Linked DNA regions of Mus musculus: regions 2 and 3 are each linked to region 1. Evidence: chromatin contacts called from public promoter capture Hi-C data. All regions are on one chromosome and are shown on one strand. The core of a region is the stretch at or near the end of the contact, and the rest is flanking DNA. Distances in the headings are between cores, read along the strand shown.

Region 1 (4,136 bases), core at 555-3,054:
GTGTATCTGTGTAAGTGTTCTGACATGTGTGTGTGGGTGCCCTTGCAGGCCAGATGAGGGTGCCATATTCCCTGGAGCTGTGGTTACAGGTCATCATAGGTCACTTGACCTGGGTGTTGGGAACCAAACTTGGCTCTTCTGGAGGAGTAACAAGTGTTCCAAACTACAGAGCCTTCTCACCAGTTCTGTTAACTTTTACCACACGTCTCAAGACCCATCTTAAACATTACTTCCTCTGAGCAGCCTTTCCTGAGCCTCAGCGGTGAATGAATCCTGTGCCTTTGTTGCTCCTAAACCACCTTATCCAACTGATTTACAGAATTTCTCACATCTCATTGTGGGTAATTGTTGTCTCTAGTTATGAGTCCTTAGCTCTTAGTTGTGAGTTTACCTGAGACAAGGGTTGCTTTCTAATTTTATTGGTTATTTTCACAATTGGCTGCAGGCCTCTCTGATGCTATTGGCTTAGACCTGAGAACCAACTGGGATATACAAAACAGGAACACCCTGCTAACATTAGTGTCAAGACCCTCACTGATTCCATTCAGACTAGCTAATACTACTGAGAAATAAGAATAAGGACTTAGGCCCCACTACTGGCTTATCTACTGCGTACCAGACGCTTTACCTACATGTTCTCATTTACTCCAGCAGCTTTGAAAAGTGCTATCTGTTTTTATTAGCTGTGGAAGAAAAAGGTTCAAGGGAGTAATTTGCCCAAAGTCGTGCATCACTCCAGGTGGTCTGCCTGTCAAGTACATCTGCTACATTTTGTCCAGATACAAATGTAGGGGACTAATATACCTGAAGACAGATCAAAACAAAGGTTCAAAGAGCACACAAAATTTAGAGAGTGCACAGAGAAGTTGGTAGTCAGATAAACCTTCATGGAGATGGTCAGTTAGGGGACTAGGTCGCCCTACAACACTGGGGAACAATGTATGTCAGGGAAGCAAATTGAGGGGGTAGCCTTGGCTATCTGTCTGAGGGATCCTGAAAAGACATTTTCAGTCTTCTCGGGCTCTCTTGCGCGCGCGCGTGCTCTCTCTCTCTCTGGTCAGGGAGAGAATTGTGCACTATTAAGTGGGGCACAGAAATTGCCTCCTAATGTCCTCCAGGGCAGTGTGGAGAGGGTCTGCTTAGGTTCCTTCTTCCTCAAGGAGGGTGAGGTAGCCCTCTACTTCATTGTGGTCTGGACTCCCACCTTTTGGGTCAGGGAGAGGTTTTTCCCATTCAGCACGGGTAGGCAGCTTTTATTCATTCATTCATTCATTCATTCATTCATCCATCCATCCATCCATTCATTCATTCAGGTCTCAGCATACAAGGTGCGCATTAGCAGCAACAGATTAGTCCATTCCTTCTCATCTGAAAGTTGGGGACTTTGGCATCATTTTCCTGAGCTTCAGGAAAGGAAATGCTTCGCTTTGCTCACTGAATGGTGGTCCTGGGTGTGTGTGCGCGCGCACACACACGCCAGAGCGGGTGGAGGGGCAGGTGTAGCTCTTTTCTCTCACCTCAGGGTAGGGAAGCTGACACCTCTCTTCTAACTAGATGGTATTAGGATGGTGTCTTCGTCTGGAACTGGGACACGACTCTCCTCTTGAAACCACGAAGGTGATGATGGTGGGAGACTCTCGGCTTTCCTTCCCTCCACACTGCGAGAGCTCCTGGTTCCCACACAGTCACGCTCAGGTGGCGGGAGGGGACACTCTCCCTTCTCTTTGCGCCAGAGCCTGAAAAGGCGGGGGACGCGCGAGTAGGCGGGGGCGGAGCAGGCTCTGCGGAGAGGGGCGGAGACAGAAGTAGTCACGCCCTCGGCACCGCCCACTGCTCCCTCGCTAACAGGCTCGCTCCCCAGACCCAGAGCGCCGCGGCTGTCTGCTGGGCTCCCGGAGACGCGGACCACCTTCGGTGTCCCCGCGCCGTCCTCCCCGCGCCGCTTGGCCCGCCGCCTCGAGCGCCCTCAGCCCCTCAAGCCAGATGATGAACTTCCTGAGGCGCCGGCTGTCGGACAGCAGCTTCATCGCCAACCTGCCCAATGGCTACATGACTGACCTTCAGCGCCCGGAGCCGCAGCAGCCCCCTCCTGCCCCTGGCCCCGGTGCCGCTACGGCGTCGGCGGCCACCTCAGCTGCCTCGCCCGGTCCCGAGCGCAGGCCGCCACCCGCCCAGGCACCCGCGCCGCAGCCGGCGCCGCAGCCCGCGCCGACGCCGTCGGTGGGCAGCAGCTTCTTCAGCTCGCTGTCGCAAGCGGTGAAGCAGACGGCCGCCTCCGCCGGCCTGGTGGACGCGCCCGCACCTTCGGCCGCTTCCAGGAAGGCCAAGGTGCTGCTGGTGGTCGACGAGCCGCACACCGACTGGTAGGCCCCTGCGGGGTCCGCCGGGGGCAGGGTGTGAAGATGGACCCTCGAGGTCACCCGGGAGAGCACCGGGGACGAGCAGGTGTCTGTGTGTGGGAGGGGCGAGGGCAGGCGTTGACCTCCCAGAGACATGGGTCCTAAGGTAAAGGACTCGGTGGCCTCCAGGCCGGTGGCAGAGCAAGCTACTTCATTAAGCACCAATGGAGCTTAAAAATAGTGATAAGTCGACCACGCTCTAAAGGAAGGCCACACAGCCAAGAATATTTGGGCAGCACATATTGGCTGTGACAGTGGTGGTGGGGACACCACAAAGTTGGGAAGGAAGAGAAGGAGGGATGGATCTGGAAAGAGCTGGGGGAGGGAGGGTGAAGATGATCAAAACAGGTTGTACAACATCCTCAAAGAACTAATAAAAAACAAAAACAAAACACAAATACTTATGGTGGGGGGGGGGCAGGCTTAACAGTTTAGACGCATACAAGCTAAGGTGAAAATGGACCCAGATGGCCATCAAAATAAAGGACACCAAAAAAGATTCTAGTCTGCAAGGTTTGGAATGAGTTGGGAGTGGATATTAGTATTTAAGTTGGATAGGTGTTTTTGTTGTTGTTATTGTTTGTTTGTTTTGTTTTAAACCTGTACCTGTATTGATATCAAGGTGGGTTAGATCACAGGTGTCTCAGAGTGTGATTGACATCTGTTTAAAAATAATGAGATTATTATATATATGCAACAGGGAGGGGATATATGTTTTAAAAATTTTGTTCTCTCTCTTCCCTTCTCTCCCTCCCTCCCTCCCTCCCTCCCTCCCTCCTTCCCTCCCTCCGTGTGTGTGTGTGCGTGTGTGTGTGTGTGTGTGTGTGTGTGTGTGTGTGCGCGTGCGTGCGTGCATGCGAGCATGCGTGCTCCTGTGTTTGTGTGTAAACGATGGTGGCTTTTTCAGCTGGATGATGAAGACCTAAGTAAAAACATTACATATTGTTAAAGGGCACAAATAAAATGATTGGCCTTAATGCAGTAAAGGGGAAACTTCAAGAATGCTTTTCTTTTCTTTCTTTCTTTTCTTTTTCTTCTTTTAAAAAGAGCTATAGGGAATGGGGATGATTGGGGAAGGTGTTAGGTTTAGTTGAGAAACACATGAATGAGGTCCACTGAAGACTAATTAAGAGCTTCAGAGTGGTTCCTTTGATGCAGTAGGACGCTGACTTAAGCGATGGTGGATGGTGGGCTGACTGGTGGGTATGGAACCATGAAAAGGCCAGAGCCTTAGGTGTTTTTTCCTTTGGAATGTGAGGGAGCAATTTTTGTTTTCCTTTTCCTAAGGGGATGAGGTTGATTGGTGCCTGCACCTGAGAATTCTTCCCAAGAGGAAGACACAGGGACCCCAGAGCTGTTTATTTCTCTTGTAGCTGCTTTCCTGTTGTGCTTTCTCTGCCATTCCTTCACTGAGAGACTTGGAGGGAGGGAGGGAGGGAGGGAGAGAGAAAGAGAGAGGAGAGAGAAAGAGAGAGAGAGAGAGAGAGGGAGAGAGGGAGAGAGGGGGTGCTGGGATGAACTGGTGGAAGTGACATGTTACCTGGAGCTGTAGGGCTTCCTGCTGTTACCATGCTGGAATCATTTCCTCTGGGTGGGTTGTGTGGTTGGCCCTTATTTTTCAAGATAGTAGAGTAGAAAAGACCTTTATCAGGAACTGGGAAAGGTAATGGGGAATAACAGGAAGGTAATGTGGGAAAGTACGACAGTAGTGCCACTGGCAGTCTCCTGGAAGAATCA
Region 2 (4,136 bases), core at 1,094-3,593, 2.9 Mb after region 1:
CAGATAAAGATCTTCCTCTCATGGTGCTCAGATTCTTTTTAAAGCAGACCAATAAGGAGGTGGAAAGATAAGGCTGGATTGAGTAACCCAAGGAGGGAACCTGTGGTGAGGGAGATAGGCCACGATGGAAGGTGACCTCTTAAAGATGTCATTGAGAAGATGACATATAGACAGACTCCTAAGGGGGTGTGACCCCACACCTGGGGAAGCACTCCATGCTAAGCCAGGTTAGAGGAGCTGAGGTCCTCACAGAGAGAGAGCAACAGAACCCCGAGGCCCCGGGACTCCGCTTTTCACTGTGATCTTTACTGAAGCACTGCAATTTAAGACCAAAGTGCCCAGACCTTACTTGGGCCCCAATGGAGTCCATCCACCCGCGGAAGCAGACAAAATGCTATAGCTTACAATTTTGTCCTGTGCTTATGAGGATGGCCCTGTCACTTTCATCACAGAGCCAGGCTTCTCTGCCTCTTTTTTCAATCACTCTCAGGGTAGTCTCTTATAGACAAGGACTGTTAAGGACAGCCCCCGCTGTCTGGAGTAAGGAGGGAAGCATGTCCTCCCATGTGTCTTGCCTTTCCAGTAACCCCAGCAGCTGTTTACAGACCGCATCACATCTCCACTTTCCAATGGTGTCTTGGGTCGGGCACCACAAGCCCTTGCTGCGAGATAGCTTTAAGCAGGACATCTGACAGGAGTCAGCCTTTAGCCTGCCAGCTTCCCTAGGTCCCTGGACGCTGGGAAAGATGTGGATTGATGCATATATGCATGCTGAGGTCAGACTTGTGACAGACAGCTTCATCCATGTCTGCCAGAGATGGGACTAGATAGGCTCCCTGGGGAAAGCTTGCTCTGGAGCAGGTGGCAACTGGCTTGTTAACTGTGCATGTGGGAGAAATGCCATCACCCTCTTAGGACCCAGGTGTCCTAGAGGGTCAAGGAACAGGGCTAAAGAAGGCAGGGACAGGTAACTTCCTAGAAGTAGAACTCCAGTTTTGTTTCTCTTGGTATTAGAAGAGCAGTCTGAAGGAATGACCTGAGCCTAGCAAGGGCCCAGCACCCGAGGGTCTAGGTGGGTCTTGACAAGATTCGCCAGCAGAGGTCACTGTGAGCTTTGCATCCCCTGGAACAAGATGCAGGGCTGGAAGAGGGGGGCCCTGTGTGAAAGCTGATGCACCCTCCTCCCCGCCATCTGTGGAGCTGTTCCAGGAGGGAATAAATACTATGGGCTCTGAGACCCCTGAGAAGAAAGGTGGGGTCCAGCGACAGTGCGAGCTGGTAGAGACGTCAGGGGAGGCAGAGCCCAGAGGGCCTGGGTCCTCCTAGGAGACAAGGGAATGAGCCCAACATTCAGAGTTCCACAAGACTGAACTAACTACCCAAGAGTCTGTCTGCTGATGGATCTTTGTGCTAAGAGAGCTGATGGAGAAAGAGGGGAAGGGAGATGGCAGGAGAGAAGTGTGCTCCCTCAGGCCGCTGGGCAGAGATCAGACAGGGTGGGGTAAAGTCCGGGTCATCAGTCTCCATTAGGGACCATGGCTTGCTTGTGTGCTCTCATAGGATTGTTTAATCCCCCCTGGGCATCCTCTGCCCCGTCTATGGTCTATGGTTCCAGCTGAGAGCAGCTTTGACTCCTAGAACCTGGCCCAGCTCTCTCTGCCCTCCCAGCCTCTATCTGCTTCCTTAGTTTCAGATCCCCAGAGAGGGCATTCTTCATTTCAGCCCACCGCTGCCATCTAAACTCTAAGAGCTGGAGCTGCGGTGGGAGGCACCTGACAGGATTCTTTCCTAGTGCAGGGAGTGGGGTGGGGGTGGGGGTGAGGTGAGATAGATCCTCAGAGACAGGCACCAGGCATATCCCTTACTCGGATTAGCCCTTCCACGACAGCAGCTGCTGTATCCCTGGCGTTCTGGGGATGATAGAAGGACTGAGGATTCAAGACACTTCAGACTACAGCTGTGTGGAGCGAGCGCCCGCCCGGCAGGGGAAGCATCTGAACTAAGCGCTGCTTGGGCACCTGCGGTAGCTCTGTAGCGTTCAGTCTCCAAGGAGGAGTCTGGGACCCTTCCTGGCCCTCCCCTCCCCTCCCCTCCCCTCTCCTTCCTGGACTTCACCAGCAAGACGACCCACCCCGCCCAGAGCCCAGAGCCTTGACCCTTACGCCATTCCCAAACCTAGCACCACAAACCCTGCGGGTGCTCACGCCTCACTGTGCCTCGCCCTGTCCCTTGCTAGTGCTCCTCCCAGGGTCTTGTTCACGAGGCTCGCCAGCCCCGCCCCGGGCGGGAGGTGGCTGGGTCACGGGAGGGAAGTCCCCGGGCTTGGGCGGCACTGGCTCAGCCCCGGAGGGTAGTCGGGCTTCTACACCGCCTGCGGGTCCGGTAGCGGGAGCTGTAGCCAGGATGTTTCTGGAGCCCCAGGTAGGGTTGTGGCAGTGCGGGACTGCGGGTTAGGAGCACTCCAGGGCAGTGTCTTGACCACAGCAGGACCGCAAGGTTAAGGTTTCTGTGCCCCAGAGCTTGGGAAGCGCGGCCAGGAGGGTGCTCGCCCCCAGGACAACCAGGGCAACTCTCTCTCCTGTCCCTGCCCGGACACCTGCCGCCACTTGGGCCTCGCCCAAGGTGCAGCTGCTGCCTTCCTAGCCTCTGCTGACACCAGCGGCTCCGCTGTAAAGCGCCACTTGAAAACCTGCAGGGGGTGGGGGTGGGGTGGGGTGTTTCGCAGCAGGGTCCGGGTGCGGCAGAAGAGAAAGCAAAGGGCTGTCCTGGACAGAGCAGACTTGTAAAAAGCAGTGGCGATCTTGGAATTTCCCCTATCCTTGGGCTCAGAACCACTGTTTACTCCATAAGTGCTTGGAGTGGGGGCGGTCTGTGATGGAGTGGTTGATCATGTGGGAGGTGTGCGCTTGTATGTGCGATGTGTGGGCGGGAGAGAGGACGTGTTTATATATGGGAGGCTTAAGTGAGAGCCGTTAAGAGGAGGCAGGTGTGGGGGCAAGGCTGTGCCTGTGCATTCTCAAATGTCATGTGTTTAAAGAGAAGAGTGCCTAGTGAGGGGAAGGCTGAGAATCTCCCTAAAATTAACCCTGGGCCTGAGCCACCACTGCACCTTTCTAGCTGTTTTGAGCCATAGTGGGCAGTGGGATTCAGGAGCAGTACACAGACCTGTCTAGACCAGACCCAGTGCAGACCATTGATTTGGAAGAGTGGAGATGAGGAGCCAACATTAATGGGCTGAAGATGTAGGACAGACAATGCACATTTATTAAGCACCTGCTATGCGCTGGCACTGTGGTTTGCAGAGAACTAAGCAGGCAACAGTTCTTATCCTCACAGAGCTCATCTGGGTGCCAGAAAATCATTGGTTCTTAACCTGTGGGTCAAGACCCCTTGGGGTTAAACGACCCTTTCAAGGGGTTGCCTCTCAGATAGCCTGCATGTCAGATATTTACATTATAATTCATAGCAGTAGCAAAATTATACTTATGAAGTATCAGCGAAATACATTTTATGGCTGGGGCTCAGCACAACACGAAGAACAGCATTAAAGGGTCGCAACATTAGGAAGGTTGAGCACCTCCACAGTGAGTAATATACAGACTAAGTTACATGGCAGAAAGGACTAAAGATGAACGTAGAGGAGTAGCCCACAGCAGGAGTGCATCAGGAAGGATGATTCTGGTATCATGCAGACGTAAAACGATGCTCAGCTCCGGTGACTGTTTCCTCTGCTAATACCCATCCTGCGTCACTCTGCTGTGCCACCTACTTTTTGCTGGGGAACAGGTTGACAGGGTCCTAGGACAGGAAGGGGCCCTACATTGGCACCTCAGTTCTAGCTCATTGACACACATCATTCTACTAACCACCAGGGGGCTACACAGCCTGCCCCGGTCTCCCCAGGGATGTGTGGCACACTTGGGCTTAGCGAGCTGACTACCAGTGTGGGGTGATGTTTGTGCCTTTGTCAGGGTAGCCAGAAGAGGCGTCAGAGATGTCCTGTGGGTGTAAGGACCCCACTGAAGAAGAGTGAGAAAGAACTAGGTGAGTGGGAACATTTAAGGAAGACAGGGCAGGCCTGGGTGGGGAAGCCATCTGTGTGGGAGGTTGGGCTTTTGGGAGCACTAGAGACCAGC
Region 3 (4,136 bases), core at 799-3,298, 2.0 Mb after region 1:
CCTACCCCGGGATTTTTTTCTCTTAAATATTTCGAACTCTTAGTGCATGCCTAGCTCATCGTAGGAGGACCTACTGAACGTATTTTAGTGAATGCTTGTTGGAGGGTAGGGACAGATGTGGCCCGCATCGGCTTCTGTTCTGGAGCCTCAGTCTGCCAGAGTCTTTGTTGGCCTCTGCTTTGCTCTTAGCCTGCACAGGACACCCCTCCCCCCACCCTCACTCCTTGGCTGTGAGTGGGTCCCTCTCTCCCGATTTCATAGCAAACACCAAGAGATCTGGACACCTACCTGCTTTGGACAAACTTACAGGAGAGGTTTGCCTTGCCTCAGAGATGTACTGAATGGGAGCATCAGACAAGTTTTTGTGCTCAGAGCTTTTGCCTAGGAGCATCTGGTCTTTTTTTTTTTTTTTTTTTTTTTTTTTTTTTTTTTACTGTTTTACTGTTTTACAGGCATCAGGTATCCCAAGCGCTTGATCTCGGATTACTGGAGCATGGGAGATAAGACCACCAGAGGGCGCCGGAGCCTAGCCTCTGCCGATCCTGCAGTACAACAGGGCCAGCAAGTTCAGAGTTTAGCATACTGAACGCTCAGGATAGCGCAAAAGCCGGTAGAAATGGATGGCTGCCTTCTCTGAAATGCTACTTTTTAAACACAGGGACCAGGTCGGCGCGGTTCCAGATTTGAAGCTGAGTCCCTAAAGTGTGTCTGACAAATGAATGGATGCAAAGTGCTTAGCGGAATTGTTTAAGATACTCTCATGGCTGGAACATTTTCCTCTTGACCTTCTCCACCCTTCTTTAGTCCCTAGGTGGAGCCCCAGGCCCAAAGGTCCTGGCCACTGCTTCACAAATATGATTCCCAGATTGCCCTGAGACAGAGGCAAGTCTCTGTTGTGCACTCCCTTGGGTGAACATGATAACAGAATCCAAATCGCTAATTGGCTATGTGGGAAAAGTGGTCGAAGCATGGCCAACACTGCCTGTGGCAGTGGAAGGTCCAAAGGACGCTGCCCAAAGCCTCTAGCCCTCCAAGATTCAGTCTGCCCCCTCCCCCGTGTCTCCCCACACCCGGGTTGGGGTTGTTTTGGTTGACCAGAGTGGAACACAACGATCTATTGGCAGGGCTGAACACCAATGGGTCTATTTGTAAAGCGCCAATGACCACTTTCTGAAGCAGGGTTTTAGGGAGCGGGGCCTTAGGGAACTCTTTGGTCCTTTTTAGAACACTGGACTTTCTTCTGGAAAGGCAGGAAACACTGAAGTTTAAGAAGTTGTTTCCAGCTTCCATTAACTGAACACACATTAAAACCAAGCACAGAGAATCAGGACGTTTCGCGGGAGTGAGACCCAGTCATTTCTCCTCCGTTTCCATTCTGCAGGGTGAGAGTTGTAATCACCCACCCACTATTCGTACCATCCACCCACCCCCAGTCGAGAGAATAGGGGTACAGAGGGGAGGTGGCAAAGAAAATTCACGATACTGAGTATCTCTGGGAGACCTGTTTGGTCTCTTTGCTCGGTAGCGCAGCCCTACGTTAGAATGCATCTTCCCGGGAATGACTGTAGTGAGACTTTGGCTGGGAATCCAAGTTATTCTAACTGTAGATTGGTCCACGTTGCCCTAAGCCTAGCAGTCCACTGCGGCACAGACACCCTGGACATGAGGTGGGTCAGCTTAAGTTCCTGGCACGAAAGAAAGGGTACTCTGGCAACTTTTGGATGCGGCGAAACAGACTGTTTCGTCTCTCAGGTTCTTATTTCACGGCTTGTGCCTTTGACAGCCCCTTAGTTTCTCTATCTGCAGGATGGGAGCATTAAGCTCTACGACCCAGCCTCTTTACAATTCAGGTCCAAAGAGCCCGCCCAAGTTGGGGACTGGGAAGATCAAAGGTCTCAGCACCCAGCGGAGCCGCGGACACTGAGGGCGCCAAGAAGGGGGTGGGTAGGTAGGGAACTGGAAGGGCGGCTGCTCCGCAGGGGATGCGCGTCAGAGACCCCAGCCACACTCCAGGCCCGCCCCTTGATGAGCCCCGCCCCGCCCCGCCTGGTTTTCGCCTCTAAAGCGCCCAGCGCTCGCCTCCCGCTGCCGCACTTTCACTCTCGGTCCACCTCGGTGTCCTCTTGCTGTCCAGCTCTGCAGCCTCCGGCGCGCCCTCCCGCCCACGCCATGGACGCCAAGGTCGTCGCCGTGCTGGCCCTGGTGCTGGCCGCGCTCTGCATCAGTGACGGTGAGTGCAATCCGCGGCCGGGCCCGGGAAAGGCTCGCAGCTCTGCGCCGGAGCTCCTTCGGGTCCGCGGTTCCTCTGCCCGCGCCGAAGTCGCGGAGAAAGAACTCGGTCGGCGCCGTTCACTACAAGCGAACTTGGGGCAGTCCACTTTGCAGGGCGCACTCCCACCGGGTGCCCTTTCCCGTGTCCCACGGGTCGCACCGAGGTTTTGTGCTCTGCGAAGTGCGGCCATAGGACCTAGAGAGGGCTGCAGGGGAGGACCCGCAGGATTGTTGGGCAAGAGTGGGTTCGGCGCGGAATGGAAGCGTGGGCGATTGTGTCCGGGGCTTGGGCCCCGGAGCGCGCCAGCTGCACTCAGCTAGTGTCTACCGGCGCCCAGATGTTTCCAGAGGCGAAGGGCAGCGCGGTCCCGGAGTTGACCGTGCAAGAGGTTCACTCGGGTGGTGCGTGTGTCAGCAAACTCTCAAAGACCGGTCAAGTAGCTCGAAGTGCATGGCTTGGCTATAGGTTCAGTGGTGAGGCTGAGTTTCGTCCCCTGCGGGTGTAGCGTGTTCTCTTACAGCACCCTCGAGGGGCTCAGGGCCACCAGCAGCGCAGCGCAGCTCTTGAACTCGCGCTGCCAGCCAGGGCCGCGCTTCTGCACAGTTCGTTGGTCCGTAGCGACGCGGACCTGAGCACGCGTCTCTTCACTGCCCCTTTTTCTTCTTACCCGGGTCACTAGACAAAGGCTCAGCAGTTACCCAAGCTATATGCACACCTCTCCCCAACCCCCAAACACACCTGCAAACGGGCGCTTTTGTAGCCAGCCCCGGAGTCCTCAGCTCTGGAATGAGAGCTGCAGCGGAGTTCAGTCTCCCAGACCCAGGGTGGTGTCTTCTTTCACTGGGAAAGGGCTTTCATTTTGTTTTCTTTTTTTGACACTGAAGAGAAAACTCTCAGCGCTGTTACAAGACACCGTTGCTGCAAAACAAAACAAACCATTGCCTCTGAACACAAAACAAAATCCTACTAGTCGATCCCCTGCCTTCCTCCGCAGTGGTGTTTCCTGGAGAGAACTGAGGGACAGTCGGGGCTCTTGGTGAGACTGAGCTCTAAATGCTGCCCAAGTACACCAACTCGTTCGTTTGGGTTCTTTCCCTGTGACAACGGGGTACGGGAATGGTTGGAGTTGCCTAGTCCGAGGGAAATGTTCTGTAAAAGAATAGTCAGTTGCTGATCGGAGTAGTAAAAAAAAAGAAATGAAAGGCAGTTTCGATTTTTTTTTTTTTTTTTTTTTTTTTTTTTGTTACCGAGAACACCCGGGAGGCTGAGCCTTCCCACTGGTCCCCCAGTGCCCCGTCATGGAGCACATTGATTTGGGCATTAATAATTGAATGAGCTGGTGATGTTGCAAGGGTCACAGCCTCTGGCAAGTTAGGTATGGGGCAAGAATGTAGGACTCAGGTCCTCAAGGTTGGAGTGCAATTATCCAGAGTAAAAGTTGTCTCACCCTCAACATATTCTGACCCTAGGAAGAGTCGGATTGTTGACAGTGTCTGGATCAGACCTGTTCTCTAGGCAGGACCCCATTGTGCTGCCCGAATGAACTTTTTTACCTCCTAGTGCCTGTGTGCCCTCTGATCTTACACAGCCCTCAAGTTGCAGCACGGCTAACCTTGCTGTGGTTCCTGTCTTTTCCCATCAGCTACTCCAACTCAGAAGCTAGATAGTAGACACCGGAGGCTTCTTTGGTTAAACCCAGAGCAGCAGGCTTGCCAGGCTTGTTAGATTGAATGGACCCCTGGTTCCCTAAGCCAAGCTCTCTAGATTCCCAAGTCCAGGGTGGCAGCAGAGCTGGATTAGACTTTGGTCTGTACCTGAAGTCTGGTTTTCCTATGCTTTAGAGTCTAAAGACACTACCCTTCCT

The links. Promoter capture Hi-C pulls out the DNA fragments that hold promoters and counts their contacts.
Region 2: a promoter capture Hi-C map of liver shows a contact between it and region 1, with 4 times the contacts expected there. The contact joins the promoter of Rasgef1a here to the promoter of Syn2 in region 1. A contact is called at or near these places in 2 of 39 promoter capture datasets (both in liver).
Region 3: a contact with region 1 is called in a promoter capture Hi-C map of liver, with 5 times the contacts expected there. The contact joins the promoter of Cxcl12 here to the promoter of Syn2 in region 1. A contact is called at or near these places in 2 of 39 promoter capture datasets (liver and pre-B cells).

What each region holds. Positions count from the first base shown.
Region 1 is chr6:115,133,098-115,137,233 of GRCm38.p6, forward strand. It overlaps Syn2 (synapsin II), which reads left to right and starts at 1,805. Exons shown (of 13, transcript NM_001111015.1): 1 at 1,805-2,363. The coding sequence starts at 1,984. It overlaps Gm17733 (predicted gene, 17733), which reads right to left and starts at 1,738. Exons shown (of 2, transcript NR_132436.1): 1 at 1,518-1,738.
Region 2 is chr6:118,064,042-118,068,177 of GRCm38.p6, forward strand. It overlaps Rasgef1a (RasGEF domain family, member 1A), which reads left to right and starts at 2,344. Exons shown (of 13, transcript NM_027526.1): 1 at 2,344-2,421. The coding sequence starts at 2,404.
Region 3 is chr6:117,166,487-117,170,622 of GRCm38.p6, forward strand. It overlaps Cxcl12 (chemokine (C-X-C motif) ligand 12), which reads left to right and starts at 2,049. Exons shown (of 3, transcript NM_021704.3): 1 at 2,049-2,230. The coding sequence starts at 2,170.